2 separate regions of the Mus musculus genome follow, and region 2 is linked to region 1. The links are chromatin contacts, called in public Hi-C maps. All regions are on one chromosome and are shown on one strand. Each heading gives the region's core, a stretch centred on a gene start, on an enhancer-like site or on the middle of the called end of the contact. The rest is flanking DNA. Distances are from core to core; before and after follow the strand shown.

What was found. Hi-C and Micro-C count contacts between places; a contact is called where the count stands out from the background.
Region 2: a contact with region 1 is called in a Hi-C map of liver, with 1.9 times the contacts expected there. The contact joins the enhancer-like site here to the promoter of Abcg8 in region 1. A contact is called at or near these places in 1 of 39 promoter capture datasets (macrophages), 3 of 484 Hi-C or Micro-C datasets (all in liver), 1 of 115 datasets of contacts at active chromatin or transcription factors (embryonic stem cells) and 2 of 9 other capture datasets (adipose tissue and pancreatic islet).

The regions. Positions count from the first base shown.
Region 1 is chr17:84,679,535-84,685,265 of GRCm38.p6, reverse strand. It overlaps Abcg8 (ATP binding cassette subfamily G member 8), which reads right to left and starts at 2,145. Exons shown (of 13, transcript NM_026180.3): 1 at 1,972-2,145. The coding sequence starts at 2,034. It overlaps Abcg5 (ATP binding cassette subfamily G member 5), which reads left to right and starts at 2,255. Exons shown (of 13, transcript NM_031884.2): 1 at 2,255-2,538; 2 at 3,134-3,255. The coding sequence starts at 2,393.
Region 2 is chr17:84,728,461-84,734,311 of GRCm38.p6, reverse strand. It overlaps Lrpprc (leucine-rich PPR-motif containing), which reads left to right. Exons shown (of 38, transcript NM_028233.2): 26 at 2,495-2,563; 27 at 3,077-3,167. Among named protein-coding and RNA genes, the nearest start is that of Abcg8, 48 kb to the right of the region's middle. Within about 2 kb of position 1,476, at least 13 of the 459 cell types and tissues checked have an H3K27ac peak or open chromatin away from gene starts, as enhancers often do. A contact at or near this core is called in liver, where this site is marked.

The sequences.
Region 1 (5,731 bases), core at 896-3,395:
TGGTAAGTCTTTGGCCCAAGGCACATACCTGGCCCTCTGTTGACCCCTGCAGACACCATCTCATCTGCCTCTGCTTAGAGTCCAGGCTTTCCTATCCCTGTCTGCAGTGCGAGGAGCTGTAGACCATGGGTCCTGGCGCCCTGGTACTCAGTGCCAGAATTCCCTGTGAGATAGCCCTGATCTCCTCCCTCCTTCCAGGCCATCACTGAGTATGGGTAGTGCCGGTCTCTGTGAAGACCTGACTCGAATATGAGTAGAAAGACGGTGTGGCCGCTATGTGAGTTCTTTGTAGAGTGAGATGCTGGGTGGGCAGAGGAGGAGATGGATGGCCACGGCATGGAGCAGAAGCCAGCCAGCTCCGCAAGAAATGCTCAGTTTTCTAAATTTGCATACAGAGATGAGAGGCTGGAAACCACTGGGCAGTTTTTAGCTTGACTGACAGCTTTTAAGAACGGAGGCACAGGGCATATCAGTGTCATTGTCTCCCCCCCACCCCAAGCCCTGCAGTTGTCAGTGGCGGGCCATCACAGGGCACCTACAACAGTGGGACCTCACAGAAGGAACTTGTAGGTGGCAGGACCTAGGCACACTTTTGAATATAGAATTCTGACAGCTCATTGCCTTTTTAGCTGTAATCTGAAGGGCAAAAGCCCCCACACCCACCACTGATTTTATATCCTACTCAGGAAGGGAGCATCAAAGACGTAGAAGGAGTTATTTCCCCATAGACGTCTGCCTCATGGGGATTCTGACAGCAGAGTTGCCTGTTGCTGTGGTAGTAGGATTGGTCAATCTCAGGCAATCCTGTCTCCCCTAGAACAGGGGACTGAGGCGTCCCTGTTGAATGTGGCCATCCTGTTCTGGTCTTTGTCTCCAGAAAAGTGGGCCGGGTGTAGAAGCTGGGGGGAGGGGGAGGTCGTCTTTGCTCTGTCTTCCCATACTGCCTTCTGCTTCAAATCCTGCCCACAACTCGAGTCAAAGGCCATTTATCAAGCAAATGTTTCTCCGGTTAATGAGGAAGGAGGCCTAGGAGCTCCACTTCCTGGCCACCTCGCTGCTCTCTGTCCACTCTGCCTCCCTCCCAGACCATAAGACTGCAAGCACACAATTCTGACGCTCCCAAACAAGCGATCACTATCACAGCCAGTGTATTTGTAAACTGCCTGAAACCAATGTGTAGCCATAGAAATATTTTCTTGTAATAAGAGAAAAAAATAAATCGTGGGCTGGGGGAATGGCTCAGTTGTAGAACACTTGGTTCAACCTCCTGTTACACACAGGGGGGGGGGAGAAGTGGGGGGGCAGAGGAGGAGGAAGGAAGAAGGAAGAGGGAAGAGGAGAAAGAGGAAAGTGGCCCTCAGAGGGATTTATGACCTGACTTCCCAGCCGTGAGCCCTGCCCTTTCAGTGAGGTTTCTCTAAGCAGAGCCTCAACTCTACAAGGTAGCGAGATGCCTCAACCCCTCCTTGGCATTTGTTCCTGACACCTGCCCTTTCTCTCTGTCTCTCTGTCTATTGGTCTGTCTGTCCCTGCAGCTTCTCAGCCTCACACAGAGACCTTTAGGCTTCCCCCTGGCCTTCTCTTTCCTCTGGTTCTCACCAAACAATGCCAAGGACTAACTTACTACATAAGTATGGCAAGCGTAGCGATCTGTTGTTACCTCCCCGCTGTCTCTTGACTACCACTGAGATTCTTGGTCTGACAGTCACATGGGTCAACGCTCTGTGATGGAATGTCATTTGGAAAACATCAATCCCGGTCATTCACAGGAGCGTGCTGTCGTGGGGAAGTGACCTCAGAGGTCTCCTGGCTCCTGAGACTGTTCCCCTCAGACCATCAACACTGAGGAGACAGGGCCCTGCCGCCCCATTTCCATTCTACTTGAAGTCCAGGTGGTACATTAGGACTAATCCTGTGGTAGGAAAGAAAAGTCAGTCTGACACTGCCTCCCCCCTGGCAGAGCTCACTCACCGAAGCATCCTGAAGTACAGTCCCATTCCACAGCTGGGTCTCTTCTTTGGTTTTCTCAGCCATGACCAGTGCTGTTTGTGCCCTTTGTGTGGCCTCCCCTGCTGTTGGGCTCTCTCTGTCTTTGCTCCTTAGAGCTGGGGCACCTGAGCCCTCCTCTGTGCCAGCCTTTCTCCCAGCATTCCTCTCTGGCAAACACTCCTATAAACACACCGTGTGTTCTGCCTATTGTCGAGATAAGGACACTCTGGCTAAAGGTACATCAGATAATGGCATCGTTGGCCAAATTGGTGAACTGTTATCTCACGAGGATTCCAGGGCTGGGTAGGATCGGACAGGGCACTCCCATTGGCTCCTCAGTTAAAGCTGCCCTGGAGCCGGACAGGCCACTAGAAAATTCACTTGCATTTGCTTCCTGCTAGCCATGGGTGAGCTGCCCTTTCTGAGTCCAGAGGGAGCCAGAGGGCCTCACATCAACAGAGGGTCTCTGAGCTCCCTGGAGCAAGGTTCGGTCACGGGCACAGAGGCTCGGCACAGCTTAGGTGTCCTGCATGTGTCCTACAGCGTCAGGTAAGGGGACCTCCACAGCAAAAAGCTAGGCTCTCTGATTGCCTTTTCTGAATGGGTGGGTGGGCCTGTGGGCTTTGGGTTGTCTGTCCAGCAGATCAGGGTGAAAGTGGACAGTCTGTAACAACAGTGAGTCGTTCCTCCTCCTCCTCCTGCGCAGGGCAGAGCCTGGACATTAAAACATGCCCTGCCTGAAGCCGCTTGCTGCTTCTCACTGATTTCTGCTCTCCCCTTCCTTGACTCGCCCACCACCTGTCCTGTGTAGATGGAGAAGGCTCGGAGAGTGGGGGTGCTGGGGGCACAAAATGGAATGAACACTGCTGAAGGAATGCAGGGTTCACTTCAAGAAGAAAGCAGTGTGCAGGTGTACCATCTCCCAGTCAGAGACCCAGTAATCAGAGCAGCTAATGGGAGGCATGCTCCTTGGGTGGTGGCCAACTTGTCATTATACCTCCAAGGACAACAGAGTGGTACATAAGGCTAAAACAGAGTTGTCAACCTGTCCAGGGGCAACTGGGATGGGGTAGGGCTGGGAGCAGGGGTCTGGCACCTTCCAGGACCCTACTCTGCCTTTGCCCTTGTGGGATTTCCTTTAAAGCAACCGTGTCGGGCCTTGGTGGAACATCAAATCATGCCAGCAGAAGTGGGACAGGCAAATCCTCAAAGATGTCTCCTTGTACATCGAGAGTGGCCAGATTATGTGCATCTTAGGCAGCTCAGGTAAGTGCCTGGGGGGGCCGGGGCTCCTGTACTTCTAAGGCAGGCTCTGGGAGGCTTTGGCTCTGTCTAAGCACAATGTTTAAGAAGTAAGTTTAAGTTGTAGAGAGGCAGCCATGCATTTGGCATTTGAATACAATCTGGTGACTTGTCTGGCTGCCAATAGAACCTAGTACCAAAGTGAAATCTTGAGGAAAATCCCTGGAAAGAGTGGAAAGTCCTGCCTAACACGTAAGTGCCTTCTTTGCTTGTTTGATTGACTGTGATGCTAGAGAGCAAACCCAGAGCCTTGGGCATGCTCAGTAAACCTTCTGCCCCAGCACCCCAGCCCCAAATGTATTTCCCTCCCTTCCTCCTTCCCTTCCTTTCCCTTCCTCCCTTCTCTCCCTTTTTTTCTTTCTTCCTTCTATATTTCTTTCTTTTCTTTCCTTCCTTTCTTCCTTTCTTCCTTTCTTTTCTTTTGTTTCTTTGTTTCTTTCTTTCTTTCTTCCTTACTTTCTTTCTCACTTTGCATTCTGCTCACTGACCTTCTCCTGGCCACCCCTCCTGATTGTTTGATTGACTGTGGTGCAGGGAGGCCTAGGAGAGCTAAGAGCCCAGGTCAGTTGACTCTGTTGGTCTTCCTGTGGAGTTCCTTCGAAGGCCCCCAATTCTACTTTCAACTGATATTCCCACATCTGGAAAGTTTTTGTCAAGGAGTTGTTAGGCAGGACTTAACTTCTATTCCTGACCCTACTTGTCTTTTCATTATGATGGTCATCAGACACACAGTTGAGAACAGATACCACTAAAAAAGACCTCATGTTAATATAGTCTCACCGAGCACACCAAGCACACCAGGCTTTCTTTGGGCCTCTCTCTTCAGGAGTTAAGCATCACACACACTGCGCTGAGCCCACCTGTGTGTATTCCCCGTGTCTCACTATTCTTTCCAGGTGAGATTTTAACCTTTGAATGTGACTTCCATGTTTGTTTTGTGTTCTTCCACTAACTGTCATTATCCTCTGAGGGGTTTCCTCCTCTGCCCCTGCAAAACCTATAGCTGTAAATTTTCCTATCTGCAGCAGCTGGGGAGGGGTACACTGGCCCAGAAGAGGGGCTCTGGGTAGCATGCCGCAGTGTTCGCAACACTGGGTTATTCTGAATGCCTCTGCTTAAGGATTCTGGCATATTCGACTCACAGACCGTTCTTGACTGAGCAGCCCCTTGTAAACTGTCAGCATTTAACTGTCCCCTTGCCTTGTGCTCTCTTAGAAACAGGCAGTGTAAGGCTGTGGGGAGAGTCAGGTATGACACTGTTGGGTGTAGCTGAGAGTGAGTCCCAAAGCTCTGTGACAGGAGCTTGTCCTTCCTGTGGAAATGAGAGGCCTGGTGCTCTAGGGAGGATGAAGGGCCACGGGGTGTAGCCCTCTGAATGTAGCTCATGCAGTGTCCAAAGTGGTTCTCACCAGAGAAAGTTGCTATGAAAGAAGGGCTGACACGTGGGTCCCTCTGGCTTCTGTCTCATCATGCCGCAGCTCGGAACCTGTTGACTCACAATGACACCTACCGTGGTGCCATGCAGCCAGAAGGCCAGACACATGAGGCTAGCCCATTTGAATGTTAAGTCTCCAAGACTGTGGGTCAACACACACAGACCACACACACACCACAGACACACACACACACACAGATAGACAGACTGATAGACACACACAGATAGACAGATATACACACACACACAGATACACAAACTGACACACACTGAGATAGACAGACTAACAGACACATACACAGATAGAGACAGACAGACAGACAGACACACACACACACACACACATACTCTCTCTTCTATGATTTCTCTGCCTTGAGCGTCTAGTCTCGGGAGTTTTCCTATAGCAATACAAAACAGATTTCTAGCCTCAGATTAAATCCATGAGCATTCATCCAAGCACAGCTATATGACAATAGATGAAGAATAAATGAAATAATAACAGCAACAGTTAATTTGCTAATTAGTCTAATTAGGTTACTGTAAGAAAAGAATCATGGTGGAAAGAATCACTAGGTGACTTATGAGCAAGAGTGTGGATTCCTCAGACTTCAAGAGACTGACAGCCAAGACCAAAGGCCTGACAGAGCTGTCTGTGGTGAGGGCTGGGTACTAGCTGTTTGTCAATGTGGGCAAAACACTTGGCATAAATGGTTTAAAGAAGGAGAGATGTGTTTTGGCTCACGCTTTCTAAGAGTTCAGCCCATCACAGTGAGAGGCAAGCAGGACGCTTATATCATGATGGATGATAAGCTGAGAGAGGAGTCAGGAAGGGTGGGAACAAGATACACCAGAGGAACACCCCTGAGGAGCACCCCTGAGGAGCACTACAGTGATCTACTTCTTCCAGCTAGTCACCCCCTCCTAAAGTTCCCCAGGAGCACCCCCTAGGAGCACCCCTGAGGAGCACTACAGTGATCTACTTCTTCCAGCTAGTCACCCCCTCCT
Region 2 (5,851 bases), core at 227-2,726, 50 kb before region 1:
GGTGCCGCTGTCCCCTGTGCCCAGCCCACCTGGAGGGATACGGAGGTGAAATAGCCTCTAGGAGAACCTGGTGCACATCTTTTGCTTTCTATTGCACTCTCGAATGGAGTGTGGTTTATTGACATTGCGGTTTGTTTGTTTGTTTTCCCACCGTTCCATTAGTATTGGCAAGAAAGGAAAATTTTACTGTTTGAGTCAAATTTAAGTTTCTATAAAGTAAGGGTTGGAACACAGTAGAGACATTTTCATGTCCTTTCTCTTGGAAATCATTTTATATTTATCTTTATTAATATACATAGATGTTAATTGAGCCCATAAAGTTATGGAATGAAGTTATAGAGTAATGAAAATATTTTAACTTTCTGCCTATGCACTTGAGCTAAGTATTGTATTAGAACTGCAGAAAGCTGTGCTCTGCAATGCAGTAACTTGGGCAGAAACAAACATGGCAGTCATTCTAACTATTTAGCCTTTCTGCCCATTAAATAAATTATATGTAAGGAAAATGAGAAAGAACTAGAAGTTACCTTGTTATTTTGATGTGCATTAGCTGGCCTTTGATGTGTTTCTATTGCATTTTTTTATTGCTGCTTTCAACTGCAGTGTTTAAAATTCAGTAAGATGCTCAGAGGTAAGCCAGAGCATCGCCATCCCAGCGGCCTAGGAGATTTAGTTAATCTGACCTAGATGTTCTTTTGATGATTGAGATTTATATATGAAAACAGTTCTCAATTTCAAAATGAAGCATAGGGGAGACCTGGTGTATAAGTCAGCTGTCCTGCCAGCAACGAGGATTAATCAGCCCCAAACAGGAAGAGTTACCGTGGAGCTGTGCTGTTCAGGTCTTATGGATTTGGATCTGTAATAACACTGGAAGTTGTAAGTAAATGTAGCTCTTGGATTTTGCCGTGTTCTAAAGAGGATTATTTGTTCTTTTTCAAGGGCTCTCTATATACATTGATGTTGATTTCATACCCACTATGATGTATGTGGCAAGGTAGATATGAGGGAATCCTTGGATATAGTCTAGATGCAGAGGTTAACATCTAGTGTATTTTAAGATAAGATCAATTTACTCTGCATATGATTTTATACCCCAGAATATAGATACTTGCATGGTTAAAATGAGTGCTCACAATTTAAACTCTACAGTTTTCTGTCTTGCTACCCAAGCTAAAAGGTGGTACTCTCTTCATTAACATTGTGCAGTGTGTTTGTTTTTAACTAGACTTACTGGGGCGCAGAGTGTAGTGGAGCACTCCTGTAGTCCAGCTACTGTATGGTACAGCTGAGGTAGGAGGACCGATTGAGCCTGGGCGTTGGAGGTCAACCAAGGCAACATAGCAATACCCCACCTCTGAAAATACCAGACTTCCTGGAGCTTATACATAAGCCCCGGCACTCTGGGGACACCTGGCCTCATGCGCAGCAGTGACGAGCAGGCCGGGAACATCCTCTGACCTGGCCTGCAGCCAGCGCAGATGAGTATGTACTTGTCTTATCGTGATGCTGTGGTTGAAGTGTAGTGTTCCATGGTGAAACCTCTTACAGATGATGCAAATGCTATCATAACAGGTACAAATCCTTGGAATTATGTTGAAATGGTTTGTCTTTTATTCCAGTATCCAACATTGTGAAACATGTGCTTGAAGCCAGAGTTATTGACTAAACCTTTAGAATTTCTGATTGACCATATAACTAACATGCATCTCAACTATTAAAATGAATCGAGACTAAACTAATGTTAAGTATTTCTGATTTTAGATACTAAGCAACACATCCAGTGATTGGTAAATCACTCTTCTTTCCCTTCAATTGAGCCTCATTAATTTAGGCAGAGTACTATTATCAAAGTTTGTTTCTTCTAAAATTGAAAGCTGCTGGTTTTTATTAAGATTAAGATTTGTTTATGATTCTACTTGACAAATTAGTAAGTCGTATCTACTGAGTCTATTGGGATGTTGTAGTGAATGGGTGGAAGGCGGGGCACTTGGTCATGTGTTGTGGGATGAGCATGCATGTGCAGGGATGAGTTTATCTTTACATATTCTGGGCTTGATTTAGTTATTCTTCCTGAAATAAATAAAGTGCAGTCATTTTATTACTTAAAGATTTTTTTTTTTTTTGGAATGACATGTAAGGCCCTGCATTTAATTCCCAGTACTAAAACAAAAAAACAAAAGACCATAAAACAAAAAGATTATAGAATGACTGTTGAGCTACGAAGCAGCAGGTTGGAATCAGCAAAATCTTCTAGATAAGTGGTGAATGGTCTGTTGGGTGCTTGGGGCTCACCTCCTTAAATGCCTGTGGTAACTGGGGTTACGTTGTAAGGGCTTTTGGGTTAGTTGTTTTTTTGTTGGGTTTTTGGGTTTTTTTTTTTTTTTTTTTTTTTAGCAAATATGTGTGGCAGTGAATTCATTAGAGGGAATATACTACCTCGAGGGGGAACTGAGCCGAGTCTTACATGTCGTGTGGTGGTTCTGTCTTATAGACTCCAGGCATTAGAGCTCGGCCTACAAGACTCCAGTGGTTTTGTGATCGATGCATTGCCAGTAATCAGGTTGGTATTTGATTTCTGATGTCTGAAGCACTAACACTCAGGAACGTGTGAGTGAGTATCTGAAGCCTTCGGGGAGTTGACGAGCGGCCCTTGTGGACGCCGTGTTCCCTCAGTGCTTCTCCAAATAAGTGCCCTCCTGCTTTATGGCCCCAGGGGACATTAGAAGTCCTAAGAGTGCTGGTCTGGGCCCTGGAAGTTTTCACCTGCCCTTCCTCTGCTAGTGTGAGCAAGCTGGCCGTGCGCATGTTGTGTGAAGAGTGAGAGGCGTGTGCTGTCAGGAAGGGGCCTTCTCTCGGCTCCCTCCATCATTCATTCTCAGTGCACAGATGACCTGTTGTTCTAACCACTTGTCCGCGTGCAGCTCTGTGGATTAAGTAGGCTGCTGTGCCTGACCCTGAGTCTCTTGGTAAAGTTAACCCCTCCTCTGGCGACGCTCACTCAGTGGGTCATTCGCTGCTTGTGTAACTGTGAAATACGCTTACAGGGTGTAACCAATCTGATGGTCTTTTTAAGGTTGAAGCTCTTGAGAAGTTGGTAGAGCTGACTGAGAAGCTGTTTGAGTGTGACAGAGACCAGATGTACTACAACTTACTGAAGCTATACAGTAAGTGACGCGCCTTGCCTGCTTGCACTCTGGTCTGCAGAGGCCACAGTGGGGAAGGAATGTTGGGCTTGGAAGAAGTCTAGGGATCGTCAGATGTGGAGTCTAACACAGAGGCCAGAGGGAAGGCTAGCTGAGCCACCCTGCGGAGTTTTAAGTTGTATCATTAGAAGCTGCTGTGTGATGTCCACAAAGCTGACCTCCTTACTGCGGTAATGAGGGGTCAACCAGCCTCCGCCCAGTCATTTTCTTGCCGTGCTCCTGGAGCCCACACCTACATGTGACACCATGTGATAAAGATCTGCTGTACTCATCCATGCCTACCAGGCCTGAGACCTCTGTGCACCCTGACACATCCTGCATGTGTGAGCAAGGGATGGGGCACACACTGGGACTGGGAAGTCTGTAGGAAAAGCAAGATGTCTTTTTGATGGTTTTTAATTCTTGAAAATGAGGACATTGTAACAGTCACATGTGGAAAGCTAAATAGTGCTCAGGCTTAAGTGGTGTCTTGATTGGGAGCCCAACCAGTTCATAAAACGATTCTACTTCTCTTTAGGGTTTCATGAACCGTGTAGGAAGCCATTGGTTCACCCTGTGTTCTGTGCTAGGCCTGAGAGACCAAACTAAAATGAAGTTACTCAGACTGATGGTCCATGGTACCAAATCAACTGTACCTCACACTCGCAAATACACCCATGCACGCTTGCACGCACACACATACACATACGCATGCACACAGACACGGAGAGGAGGATGGCAGGCTGTGGGCCTGAGAGGTCGTCCTTCTCTTTAACCGTTAGGACGAGGGTTTGAGCTGCCTGCTCTGAGGTTTGTTTTCTTTGGTTGGTTGGTTGGTTTTGTGTGTGGTTCTTTTCTGTCTGTAAAGCCAACTTTCACTCATATTTAACACACACAAAAATGTTTTCTAAATCTTTTAAGCCAACTCAGAAAGAACTCAAAGCCACAGTTCTTAGGATGATCTTTTGAGAAACTTTTCCTTTTCTCTTCTGTTTTCTGTAAATCCTGAAGTAGCTTCCTCGGTCCCTCCTAGAGTGGCTATTTATAACATGCTCACAGGTGGATCTTTTAGGAACATGTGCACCTGTGTAAAAACTACCGTTTAATGTGAGCATATTACACTTTTTATTCAAGTACATATTACAATGTTTTTCTCCATTTTAATCATCTATAAGTACTAATAAACTGGTTGGCTATCTTAGAATTTATTTTACCGATCCCGTTTCTGTGAATAGATTCTAGTTTTCCATGTTCCAAATCTTGGTTCACACCCTTAATTTCCACTTGACTGACTTCCTGGTATTGTCTTAAGGTGAAAGAGTGGAGTGGTGGGAATTTCATTGTTACAGGCAAATGATGCTGAGGTCTGTTTATGCAGCCGATACATGTACCCGTTCTTGTAATAGTGCGTAGCCAGTGACGTTCCTTCCCCCTTTGCTTATATAGTTAGAGATGGCTCTGTCTCCATGTGTTTTGTTACGGTGACTTCACATCATCACACAGTGAATAAATGTGATAATGACTCTCTCTTTGGAACATGTTTCAGTGGAAGTTTCCCTAATGGCATTATTGGCACCAAATCTGACACTTTCTGACTTTAAAGATAGTTGAGTTTGTATGTGGTGTGTTTCTTTCCTTTTGCTACTATGTTCAGACAAGTCTCAGTTTAAAACCTTGGCTTCACTGGAACCTCCAGAGTAACCTTTGACAGCTCTGTGTCTTGAGTACTGGGATCAGAGACCTGCACCACCAAGCCCTGCCTCACTGCTTTCGTGGATGAAAGCAGACACGCGTTTATCTAAACTAAAGCACGGCCACCTTTGACTTGTTGTTCTGCATTAGAAGCGCCTCATGGTAGCCTTTTTAGTTCTACAGCCCTGATGTTTTATCCTACTTCAAGCTATTTATGGTTTTTGCATCCTGTGCATATAGGCATATTCCATGCTGTGTGGCCTTTCTCTCTTCAATTATTACACTAGTAAAGTGGCTATATTCTAGGCACTAAGAATTCACACAGCATAGTAGTTTGCTGGCTGAGTGTGAAGCTGTCACCATGTGTCCCACGCACAGGCAGCTGTCCGTTTTGGAAATCCCCTTCACTTACTGTTTCAGCTGCATTTGGTTTGATTGTTCTGAGTTCTACATTGAGTATTCTACAGTCTGGCGTTTGTTTGTTTGTTTGTTTGTTTAAGCTAATGATATGAAACAATTAGTAAGTTTTTGATGTCCTTGAAACCTCCAAAATTGATTTTTTTTCTTAATGAATTTATGGGTTTTAAAAAACTGTTTTGTTTTAGTTATTTTCAATACTCAAATTATGCAGTCCTTGGCCAGCAGGAGCCTCCTCCTTTTAGCTCCTGTATCATCTGACATACCCAGGGTTCAGGCTGATGGCACTTGATTCCTACCCTAGACCTGAGGCCTGCATTTGATAAGGGAGTGGTACTTAGATAACAGACCTGCAGGGGGAGGGGGGGTTGGAGGTAGCTCAGTTCTATCAGCAATACTGGAACAGTTGTTGGCCTTAGAGGTAAAAACCCAGGACTAGAGTTCTTCATTTCCTAGTTTGGTGCCTCAGAAACACCCAGGTCCCCAGGAATGTGGCCCCATGACTTTGTCTCTCCTCAGAAAGTTCTAGAAGAACAGCAAGTGCTGTCAGTCGGGCA